Regions from separate parts of the Mus musculus genome. Here region 1 is linked to region 2. Evidence: chromatin contacts called from public Hi-C data. All regions are on one chromosome and are shown on one strand. The core of a region is the stretch at or near the end of the contact, and the rest is flanking DNA. Distances in the headings are between cores, read along the strand shown. Region 1 holds the start of Aox1 (aldehyde oxidase 1). Region 2 overlaps Spats2l (spermatogenesis associated, serine-rich 2-like).

The links. Hi-C and Micro-C count contacts between places; a contact is called where the count stands out from the background.
Region 1: a Hi-C map of liver shows a contact between it and region 2, with 1.7 times the contacts expected there. The contact joins the promoter of Aox1 here to the enhancer-like site in region 2. A contact is called at or near these places in 6 of 39 promoter capture datasets (the 3T3-L1 cell line, the HPC-7 cell line, embryonic stem cells and 3 more), 2 of 484 Hi-C or Micro-C datasets (B cells and liver), 1 of 115 datasets of contacts at active chromatin or transcription factors (pancreatic cancer cells) and 2 of 9 other capture datasets (adipose tissue and liver).

Annotation. Positions count from the first base shown.
Region 1 is chr1:58,026,729-58,032,643 of GRCm38.p6, forward strand. Aox1 (aldehyde oxidase 1) reads left to right here and starts at 3,241. Exons shown (of 35, transcript NM_009676.2): 1 at 3,241-3,330. The coding sequence starts at 3,289.
Region 2 is chr1:57,845,149-57,851,471 of GRCm38.p6, forward strand. The region is part of intron 3 of Spats2l (spermatogenesis associated, serine-rich 2-like); the gene reads left to right. Among named protein-coding and RNA genes, the nearest start is that of Spats2l, 73 kb to the left of the region's middle. Within about 2 kb of position 4,948, at least 63 of the 459 cell types and tissues checked have an H3K27ac peak or open chromatin away from gene starts, as enhancers often do. A contact at or near this core is called in adipose tissue, liver, pancreatic cancer cells and 1 more, where this site is marked.

The DNA of each region.
Region 1 (5,915 bases), core at 1,991-4,490, 180 kb after region 2:
TTCAAGACAGGGTTTCTCTGTGTAGCCCTGGCTGTCCTGGAACTCACTCTGTAGACCAAGCTAGCCTTGAACTCAGAAATCCGCCTTCCTCTGCCTCCCAAGTGTTGGGATTAAAGGCGCGTACCACTGCCTGGCCGAGATTTTAGTTCAGTTTTTTGTTTTTTTGTTTTTTGTTTGTTTTTTTTTTCTTTTTTGTTTCTTTCCTTTTTTTGTGACAGGGTTTCTCTGTATAGTCCTGGCTGTCCTGGAACTCACTCTGTAGAGCAGGCTGGCCTCAAACTCAGAAATCTGCCTGCCTCTGGTTTCTTTTTTACCATTAATAGCCAAATACCTGTAGAGCACCTTAAAAGTGGAAAGAGGGTTGATCCGTGGAGGCTTGTCCCTGCCAGGCAGATGGGTATGAGTGCTGGGACATATGGCAGAGAAAAGTAGGTCGTCTTAAAAAGGAAGCAGGGAGACTAGGGTCCTGTGACCCACTTTGTCCAGCTAGACCCACCTGCCAAAATAAGGCCACCAGCTGGGGAAACCAAATATTGAAAACACAAGCCTGGGGGGGGGCATTCATATCTGAATGATTACACATAATCACTTCATTGCAAGTTAACCACTATTTCACCTGTGATTAGCACAACTGGCAACTGGTTGGCCCTCAGTTTGACAAGTCTGGATAACATAGACTCTTTAAGTCGAGAGAAAAGTTACCACTGCTTAGTGAGTTTGAGATCCTTTTCCTAAGAAGTTAGCCTGCAGTTAGCCATTAACAAAAGTATCTTCTGCTGGATGGAGAACAGGGAGAAATAGCAAAAGGTGTAATTTTAAGACACCAGGCAGCTTCATGTACAGCTCAGCCGTATGAAGTGAAAGCAGGCAAGCCCGGGTTTTTCCTTGGTTACAATTCTCCAGGCTTTTCTGGCTTTTCTTATCTAGTCATGTCCATTTCCTGAGAATGTTTGGTAGTGCTGGCAACAGCGTCTTTGTCTTGTTTCTAAATTCTATGAGAATGCCTCTCCTGAAAAGGATGGTGACTTTTATGACCAGAAAACCTGTACTATAATCGCATTGCAGCATAAACCATTATTATTTTGAGTGGTTTTTGAAGAGTCGAGTGGTACTGACTTTGTCAAGCTGCTTGGCACTGACAGAAATTCGATTAGCACCCAACCAAGAGATAAAAGTCCGTAATCACTGTTCGCAGTACTCTAAAGAACTGAGAAAGCGAGAGGAAGGGAGGGGACCCTGGGGCACCACAGAAGGGACTGCAGGAAGAGAAAGGATGGAATTAAAAAGCGTGAGCCCCAGGCCTCTCCTGTTGCTGGTGTCCATGCCTTCATGGACACTGCTCTGCTACTCTGGAGCCAGCAGGTGCTGCCAGAGTGGCTGCTCTGAGTCCCCACAACCCAGACAATATGGCACATTTTCCTCATTGCCTTCCCTACGTCTAAGACCCTGCGTTGCTGAAGACTAAAGAGGCCTGGCAAGAGAGAAAGATGATTTGCAAAATCCTGGCCTTAAGGCAGAGTAGAGAAGTATGGGTGGGAATCCGAGTAACACTAATAGTGCACGTGTGCACACTCACATACACAATGGTCTAGGAATATTTATCAATGTACTGATATGAAAACAGCTATGGATCCTGAAACCTTGTGTTTTAGCCCTTTGCTTTGAAAAAGACTATCACCGTGTACCTAGGGTGGTTTGAAATAGCTTAATTTTTTAAATATGTATTTTATGTGTATGAATGTTTTGCCTGTGTGTCTGTATGCCTGTGTATGTGTGTGCATATGTGTATATGTACATGCGAATGCATGTGTGTGAGTATATGTGTGTATATATATGGGCATGTGTGTGTATGTGTGTGTGTGTAGGTGTGTGTGGGTGGGGGGGGGAGTAGATGTGTACATGTGCATATGCCAGGGGCCCTGGATCATTAGAAGAAGGAAATGAGATTCCCTGGAACTGGAGTTTCAGAAGACTGTGAATGTTAGGAATTGAATCTGTTAGAAACAAATGCTCTGAGCCACTGAGCCATCTCTAGTTAGTAAGATTTTAGAATGGAGATTATTGGCATCAGGAGAGTAAAAGAATTCTAGCTTTTAATCTGTTCATCTAATCTTTTAATCTCTTCACTATTGCTAAAGCAGAATGCCCCAAACTGGATACTTTATAAAGAAAACAGGTTTGTTCTAGTCCTGGGTCCTGGAAGCTCTTAACCTCTGAGCCATTTCCCCAGATCCTGTCAAACATAAAGTATTTTTCAAAAAAGAAAATGTTTGACAGATATGGAGGCTCACACACACCTTTGATTCCAGCACTCAGGAAGAGGCAGAAGCTGATAGAAGCTGTCAGTTCAAAGCCAGTAAATTCCAAACTAGCCATAGCTTTATAGTGATGCTTACACACACACACACACACACACACACACACACACACACACACACACACACACATACACACACGTTTTCTGTCTACTGGTAAAACACTGTCTGAAATGTGCTTAAGATCCTTGGGAAGCAAGGAGGTGTTAGCCACTTACTGTTAACCACTCCTGGAATTGCTGAGATGTGGTTTCTTCTCCTCTACCTACAAACGGGAAGTTTTCACAATAAAAATGTTGTGTAGTGGTGCATACCTTTAATCTCAGCACTCAAGGGGCAGAGGCAGGTGGAGATCTGTGATTTCGAGGCCAGCCTGGTCTACAAAGAAGAGTTCCAAGACAGCCAGGCTGTTACCCAGAGAAACCCTGTGTGAATGGGTATTGAGGGGTGGGGATGTTGTATTGCATGAATAAAATAACCTAGGGAGATATACTAAGGCCTGGAAAATAATTTGGTCTCATTTGAGACTTGCCAGGTTTTATAAAGTGGATTCTAAAATATAAAGAAAGCCAAAAAGTGAGGTTAAGGGCGCAGGACTCTTGGGAAGTGACTCAGCAGTACAGCCAGGCTGCCTTCCCCCTAAACAAACGAGAGGATTCTGGAAACCACTTCAATAAGCAAGCATTGGCACAGATACTAGAGCAATGACTCAGGACTTCCTGAGGCTGGCCGCCCAGCTACCCCTCTCTCCCATCGATGCCAAAACCCAAAGATTTCAGCTTGTCTCCCACGCTGGCACACTCTGTAGTGTCAGGAGAGTTTTCCCTTTAGGACCTCTGCAGCATTGGCTCTTCCAAAACTTTCTGGGAGGGTGGAGACTTAGAAGCACAGACAAGCCCCGCCCTGTAGCCTCGGGCAATTTATTCTCTGCAAGGACTGGCGCTGCTAGGGACCTGCTAGGGACCTCGGAGTCATGGACCCCATTCAGCTGCTCTTCTACGTGAATGGCCAGAAGGTGAGAGCCCGCGGGTAGGCAGACTCCTGCACCACCCCGGACCCCAGTTCTGGGCCCTATCCCAGCCTGCGCCCTGCTTTCGCTGAAACCTTAGCATGGGGTCTCATTGGGTCCTCAGCATAGGAATCTGCATTATAAAACTCAAAGGAGATCAGATTATTTTTCAGACCTTTCGCATCACGACCAGCGCATGGAAGACTAAGAATTTCAGAATGTCTGAATCCCAGGGCCTCTCCCTTCCGGACGGGGAGCATCCAGACCTTCCCTCCCTTAAAGCCTCCGGCTGATAAGATCTTCCAGCACAATTAAATAAGTAGCCTCAAGTCTCTGCTTGTCTGGGTGAGCAATACCCAGCTTTAACAGGGCCACAGAGGTGCACTGGTTCTAGCTACTCTGTGATTTTTCAACTTGGTGAAGCCAAAGCAAGTTCCTGGCACAGCACAGCTTGCCAGAATCAGGGGCTCCTGCCGAGTGTGGCATTTTGTTTTATTTGTGTGTGTGCCTTGGCTCTGAAGACTTTTATGGCGGCTCCAGGCAAATCCTGTTGCTTGGGGACAGCAAAGCCTCTGGGCATCGTTTAAAGCAGCCGTCTGGGCAGTGGCCCAGCTCATCTGGAGTGTTCTCTGTGTAAACTGATAGCACTTTGAGTGGGGGGTGGAGAGCTGCTGTCCACAATGTCAGTTCCGCCCTTTGGATCCCGCTGTGTTCCCTGTGTCTGGCTAGGGACAGCCAGAGCCCTTGTTCTAGCTGGCACTGGCTGACCAACTGGAAGCCAAGGAAGGTTTAGCGCCAACCAGACCTTTCCTGTGTGAGGACTCTTCGGAGGCTATGAAGTTGAGTCACACTGCTGTAGTTTTGTAATGTGTTTTCTTCCTTGAAGAACAGGGTCTCCCAAATCATAGAAGCCCCCATTTAAAAAAAAAAAAAACCTTTATGAGTCCCTGCTTCATGGCCCTGAAGCGGGATAGATGGATCCTTAAATAGATGAAACCCATTAGCTGTCCCCCCATCTCCCCACAGGACTACCATGAAGGTGAACTAGAATAATGGGTGAAATGGCTGCCCTGTTCCTTCCGTTTCCTTTTGCATAACAGAAAAAGCTGGAGTGTATTCTGTCCTTACTAAACGAACGGAATCCATTGCCGCTCACTGGAGCCTCACTGCCTCTTGGAGGCAGACTCCAAGGCTACTAACAGGCCAACACTACTTATTGCGAAAAGAGCAATCATGAATATCCATTGTGTGTTTTCATGAACATCCTAACAGATACTAAGCTATGTTTAAGCTTATGGGATATAGCAAACCACAGAAAGGATGCGACCCCTGCTGGTGAGGGGTTGACACTGCTACACTGCTGGGGAAACAGCCAACAGGCATATAAATAAATGGAGAGAGTGTGGTGTCAAGCAGCGGCAGGTGCTGGCATGAAAACGGAGTGATGAGCAGAAACTGATGGGGTGGATGGAGGGGATGCGTTGACCTTTCAGATCAGGGGGCATTGGAGCAGTGTCTGGGATGAAGTAGGACCCAGTCAAGCGCGTGCACACAGACACATACACACAAACCACATATAGACATATATGTATACAAATGCACACACACAAACACTCACATATGTATATGTGTATACAAATACACACACACACACATATATGTGAAAGGAATTTCAGGTAGAGATATCCAGGTGCAAAGGTCCTGGAGCAGAAGAATGTTTGTTTACATATGATGGGAATAGATTGCTAGGGCTGGAGGTGTGGTCAGGAGCCAGGGTACAGCTTTATAAATGATGCTAAGAGTCTAAAGCAAGACAGCAGCCATGTTGAGTCTGAGGTCTCCTCCCTCCTCCCCCTCATCCTCCCTCTCCTGCTTCCAAACAGCAGGGTTCTTAACAAGCACACAACTTTGTGCTGCACTGATTTTGAAGACTAAATAAGTCCTTTTTTACCCGAAGCTCACCTTACCTCTTTCAGTCCCACTGTTAGCAATGCTGGACCTCCAGGTTCCTCGAACTGAGTCCTGGGACCAAATGTTCTGTGAACACCCTAGAAATACTTTGATTTTATGTTTTCCATTTACATGTTTCTTCGTTTATTCATTCATTCACTTTATATTTATTTGTTTGTTTATTCATTCATTCATTCACTTTATATCCTGACCATAGCACCCCCATCCTAGTCCCTCACCCGGGGGTACCAACCCACCCTGGCACCTGAAGTCACTCACTGCTGGGCTAGGAACATTCTCTCCCACTAAGACAGCCCAGTTAGGGGAATGAGATCCATAGACAGGAAACAGATTTAGGGACAGTTCCCACTCCAGTTAGGGGACCCGCACAAAGAACAAGCTGTATGCTCTTTGGTTGGTGGTTCCGTCTCTGAGAGCATGCAAGGGTCCAGGATAGTTGTCTCTGTTGGTCTTCTTGTGGAGTTCTTATACTCCCTGGGTTCTTCAATCCTTCCTCCAACTCTTCTATAAGACTTTACATGCTCTGCCTAATGTTTGGCTGTGGGTCTCTGCATCTGTTTCAGTCAGCTGCTGGGTGGAGCCTCTCAGAGGACAGTCATGCTAGGTTCCTGTCTGCAAGC
Region 2 (6,323 bases), core at 3,698-6,197:
TATAGTGCCAGAACAGTTGACTCATTGATTAACAAGCCGTTCCTAGTGTCTCGGGGAAGATGAGATGCCCTTAGCAGACAATCATACCTACAACTGACCTTTGGAATGGTGACTGCCATCCCAGCCTGAACTGGCTCTCGGCCTCTACACAGCCAGTGTAAAGGTTGCAGGTTCTGTTTTATGGATCTACATCCCCAGGGTAAGAAGAGGGAAGAGCTGGGCATTCAGTAGCATGGGCATGAAGACAGAGACACTGGACAACTGTATGAAAGGACGCCTTCAGTAGGGGAGGCCCTCTCAGGCTTGGGTGTCCGAGGCCACTAGTCCATTGATGATTAATCAGACACACCCAAGATCCTGCCGCTACTCCGGTTCCTGGCTCCACCTTGTCACTCTTGCAGTGACTTACTGGTCACAGTAAACAAAAGTTGATAAAAGTGGCCCGTGGGGGAACAGAATTGGCTGCTTGACTGCTGATGAAGAAGCAAGTAGCTGGACTAATCTATGCCTGACAGCCCGAAGCTGAACCTTGAGAGTAAGTCAAGGCTGGTTGATTGGGACTGCTTAGGAAGAGCTGGTGGGGGGATGGGGGGGAAACAGGCTGGACCAAGAGAGACAGGTTGGTTCTAAGAGGCAAGCTCTAATCCAGCTGCTGCCTGAGACATTTCAAGAACAAGGATTTCTCTGCTGCTTTGAGAAGGTCGTTTGATATTTATTTTTTTAAAATGTGAAGAAGTACTACTGTGCCTTGGTTGGACAGGAGATTTTGAAACTGAAACACACTCTGAGTAACCAATGGTTTCTGTACTGAGAATTTGTTCAGCAGCAACTGAGCCGGCCTTCCTGAATTGGCTGTGTACCTGTAGGCGTTCACTACGTTTAGTTAAGGGTCTTCTGTTTCCTTTTGGGACAGCCATGCCATATTTTGGGGTGGATACTAGAAAAAAGCTACCTGCTACCTGCAACAGCAAACCTGTGAGCGGCCTGGGTGGGCCTCACCATTAGTACAGATGGAATCCACAGTTGTTCCTTGTAGAGCTCTGATTTCGACAGTTTCAACTCCAGTGTCCTCTCCCACTCCCACATCCCATTCTTTTCTGAGCTTGTGTGACCACAAGTCTTTTTATCACTGAATCTGTCAACTCTTTGGAGAACAGGAGTTTTGGGACCAGAGATCCAAGTTCAAATCCCAACTGAACAGCGCTGCTTACTTGTGTGCCTTGCCTCTCTGTTCTTCCATCTCAGTTTCTCTAATAGGAAGTTGACAAGAACACAACTTCGTCTAGCATAAAGCCTGTTGTGAGGATAAAATTAATTAATACCTGGAAATGCATAGAAAATTCTCAGGGAAGATGATAAGCATTCACTCGGTGTTAGCTTTGAGCCTTCCCAGCATCCTCCACAGACCTGATACATTGTTGGTATTAAATGAATGGTCAAAGACAAAGAAGGTAAACCCTTGCCCTTTCCGAGGCCTGCCCCTCTAGGTGGTTAATGGTGGACGGAAGGAAAGCATTCTGTGTTTCTTTTTTAGCATTCGAGGAGAGTTTGTGCTAAGATTTTGGGCTCTGGAGGGTAAAGAGTTGTGTAAAGCTCTTGTCTTAAGCCCTCTGGGATTTGGTATTTGTCCTGTGGGCAATGGGAAGGAAGGAAAAGAAAACCTGTGTGGTCTACGTGGACACAGTTCCTGTGGCTTGCTTTGAGATGGAGTGGGGAGGTGTCTTCTGAACCCCCTTCTCTGCTTCTCACACTGGCCTTTCTAGAGGCATCTTTGAGGACGAGCCTATTTTAATAACTGGCGTTTACATCACAGCATCTTAAAAGAACCCCCGTGTAATTGAAATCCTGAAACAAGTGGCTGCTTGTACAAGGTCCAGGTCACCCCGCATCTCTATGGAAACGCGTTTGTTTTAAAGCCTAGCCATCAAAAGTGGGGCTTTATAGGCGCCAGTGTCAGGTTGCTTCTGGAGAGAGGCATTTATTTATATTCTCTAGCCATCAAAGACCTGTGAAATCAAAATATTTTAAATTAAATGGAAAACCCATGCCACAGATGAATGTTAATAGAACTCAAAGAGTATGTGCAGCCTCAGCTCAGAGCCTGCACCAGCTGGGATCACCCCATTGATCTCCACTGCCCTCTGCTTTGTAGCTTCCCCTTGTGCTCAGCCGGGGATGGGGTGGGGGTGGGGAGATGGATGCTTTGGCACATTATGCAAAAATGGTTAATCTCCACTCATAAGCATGTGCTGGGACTATTAGCAAAAGGGGAAAATCAAAGTGGGCCTGTCATGCAGGGTGCTCTGTATTGGCCCTGACATATCTTGTCTACGCCATGTCGATGGGTGCTCAGAGGCACAGGACCCTGCATCTATATGAGCACCTGTCCACACCTCGTCCACGGGGAACTCAGAGGCACAGGACCCTCCTGCCCACATGAGCACCTGTCTGTTGGTGAAGACATTTCTCCCAGAAAGGTCTGAAATTCGCATGGGCACATCCTGCCCTCGATCCGCTCAAGTGATATTCTAAGTGACTGGAGGCTTTTATCTGCCTCTGAAAGCAGGCCTTTTCAAATAAGTATTGACTGTTAATGACCTGTTTAAATAAAACATTCAATTTTCTTTCTTCCCCCCACAAAGAATTTAGTAGGCAGAGACATTTCTAAAGGAAAGGCTAACCCTGCTTTTCAAAAGAGGCTGAGCCAAAGCTTTTAAATGTGAACATTTTTTCCTGACATTTGCCCTTAAAATGCTATTCAGTGAAGCTGTGCTAACAGTGGGTTGAGTACATTGAAGTGTCTTTGAATAAAAATGCAACCTTGAGGGTTTTTTTCCTCCAAATTAAACAAAAATGTCCAAGGAAGTACTGCCCTACAAAATTCATATTTGTGTCACCATGCTGTCTCGTTGTTTGTATATCCTCGTTCTTAACAAAGAGAATTTCCTCTAAGGAACAGGGCTCTATACGCAACCTTAAAAGCATGAGAACTTAAAAAAAAAAGAACCCATGAGATTGTAAATCTGAGACCTCAATAATTAATAAGTGCAGAGAGGTGACACTGGCCCAGAGCACCAGAGGGAAGTTCAGGCAAGAGGAACCCTTCCTGGTAGTAAATGCAGATCAACTCTCCACTTCACAAAAGAATAAGTATTTTCCTCCTCGGTTGGCATGCAAGCACCCCACTGTGCATGGAAGACTGGACAGTGAGTCTCTGAACTAGTTGGAAGGTGATCTACATAGAGAAGTAGCCTGCTACATCAAGCCCGTGCCCTTTCTGCAGGTGAATGGTCAGCTTCCCGCCACTCTAAGAGTCCCCATCAACTCCGGGTGCCTTTTCTGACTTGCAGTGCCCAGGAGCTACAAAGGACTGTAAAGGTCATTGAATACATCCACCTTTTCTCCGCACTCAGAGACCTGAGGCTCACATGCCAGGCCTACATGAGGCCCTGTCAGGATGAAAGGCATCCTTTACAGACAAGTGCGGCTTCCTCAGCTCCCCTGCCCAAGCCTGGCTCCTTTCCTATCTACTCCTACTGCATGTCGCTCTGGGATGATGGATGTCAGGTGGAAGATGAAATGAGTCAGTCTTTCAAAGGTAATAGCATGCCCTGAACTAAGAAAAACTGCAGATGTCTCTTAAGATGTTCCTATTCAGGAAGACCGGTGGACATTCTTTTGGCAAAAAGTGGGACCTTCAAGACTGTTGGTACGATAGTTCAGAGTCCCCGAACTCTGACAGTTACTGTGAGCTGAGGCAGCAGGGCTCGGTTTGAGTCTCGGTCCTCTTAACTTTTTGCAGGTTTTTGACTTAGTCTCTTTGTGCTCAGTGCTCACAAGTATAGAATGAAACGAGTTCTAGTTTCTACCTCGAAGTTAAGAGGGATAAATAAAAATTTAAAAAAAATAACCCAAAAACCAAATGAGTTGGGTCTAGATGTAGCAGAGTCCTGACACATTACGAGCTCTCTGTAAGTGTGCTAAATGATATTGATAACCTTAGCAAAAGCACCACGCTTCAGTTCGTAGGAAATAACCCTGTTTATCCATCCAGGCTTCTGTGGGGTCTCTGACCATGAGCCTGGCTGAAACCCTGATTGCCACCTTCCTTCTCCCTCAGCCCAGCTCCTGAGTCACCCAGTCTGTCATGTGGCAGACTATTTGCATTTCTAACAAGTCCTCAGTGGTGAGGACATTCCTTGGGGAACCCCCATCCCCAAGAACCACTGCTCTGGTACAGTACTTTGCAGTAGAACATATGCATGCCCACAGACACGATTTTGAATTTTGTAGTAGACATGCTAAAGGAAATATATAAATAAAAGGAATGGATTTAAAAATTGGGTACTATGCTTTGCTTAACTTATCTATTTTATTATTTTAACATACAGGCAATATAAAAATATGAATGAGACAGTTTATATTCTTTTTGTGTTAAGTCTGTAAATTCCTGGAACTATTTTATATTTCTAGCACATTCCAGAGCAGCTATATGGGACATCGAGCTGGAGAGCAGTTGTTTTTCAATCACAACCTCAGCTCCTCTGGACCACCCAAACCTCTCTTTTCCAAATACCTCAGTTGAGGAGTTTCTGGTCATTAGGCAAGACACCTGAAGGGTCTCTAACCTGTCCCATCATGAAGTTAGGACACTTACTGTCCACTCACAATGATAACTTATTACTCTAGCAATATCCCCAGATAAACAGTCTGATTGTTATGTTTTTTTGTTTTTGTTTTTGTTTTTTTACAAATTGTGCCTCAGTAGCAGTCATTAAGATCATTTTCTTAAGTTTCTCTCCTGGCTACCTCTGGTTCTCCGAGGCCACTTCAGACAGTGTGAACAACCTGAGAACAAGAAACTAAACCGGAGAGCCATCCTGGGTTCCAGAGAAACAAAAGTGAAACCAAGTCCCATCAGGGCCTCCACAGAGAGCCAGGGCAAATGCTAATCAGCCAGGCATCTCAGGACACTCTTGGAAGTTTTCCTGTTTCCATGACTGCAGGAGAAACACAAATATGTGAACTTGGGAGTAGGCAGTTGATCACACTGACATACCCAGGAAACTTCATTGAATTATGCCAATTAGAAATGCTAAGGTAAATATATTTGTCAGGATTCCTACTACTCGGCTTTATTTCTCATAAAAATGTTTCCTTTTGTTTGGAAGCTCGCAGGTTTCAGAATGGCATTAAGGCATGCTAAGTAAGGGCATCACTCAGCGGGTACTTCAGTTTGATAGAACTTCATGCCTGAAGTGGTCCGTGTTAACCATATTTATGTTTTATTAATTTTACTCTGGAGGAGTGTGGAGATGATATATTAAAGTGGTGAATTCTTTCCTTTGTGACTGATGTCTTTGCCTAATAAGTATTTTACAACTTTCGTGGTCTTTATTTTTGTCTAGGGTATATACTAAAATATATGATAAAACATATTTAAAATGGTATTATAGCTATCCAAGTTATAATTTTAAGAAAAAAAATCTTAAAACATTAACTAAGCTTTTGAAACGCTACGTGAATAACAGCATTTAGATTTTGGGGCGTCTTTGTGCTGGCTGATAGACTGGCCGGGAACACGGTTTCGTAGACTAGAGTACAGTTGTTATGTCTCAGAACACCAATGCTGAGGAAAAATCATTAGGCAACTTCATTGTTGTACAAGCATCATGGAGTACATGTACACATGTCTATATTGTGCAGCCTCTTCCACAGATCACATGTGTGTCATATGCCAACCTGTATGTAGCTCACCATTGACCAGTGCCATATGCGGTACAAGCCTACAGTTAGGCCCCAGTAACACTGTTTGTTCCAAGAATAGCTTCAAGTGCTAATAAAAATTAGAAACCAAGTGAGAGTTTTTTCTTTGAAGAATTCAGAGTTCTCTCTGCCTTGTAGACTTGAAGCTCTTGTGATCAACAAATGTTAAGGAATGAATCATGCATCACATTGATCCATAATACACTACCAGGTGTCATAACCAAGCAAGGATTAGAGGAATTGGGAAGACCTTTTGTCTCTAAAGACTCACCAAAGGACCAATTCAACACTGAAGGCTTCTGTCTGCAGCTTGTGGGGCTGTCGGTTCCCATGGTTGGATGCTGGCCTTTGTCATAGGCAGGCTGGTAAAAATGGGTCTCTTGGAGGGCATGTTCCTTTACTATCGAGAGTAAACAAGGCTGAGATTAAAGAGACTGACTGGTCAGATGCAGTTCATAGCAGGAAACAGAGTCTCAAAGGCTGAGGCCACAACACAGTTCATCCTCACAGGAGACAGGAATGAGTCTGCTCCCATGGTGCACGAAGCATTGCAGAGG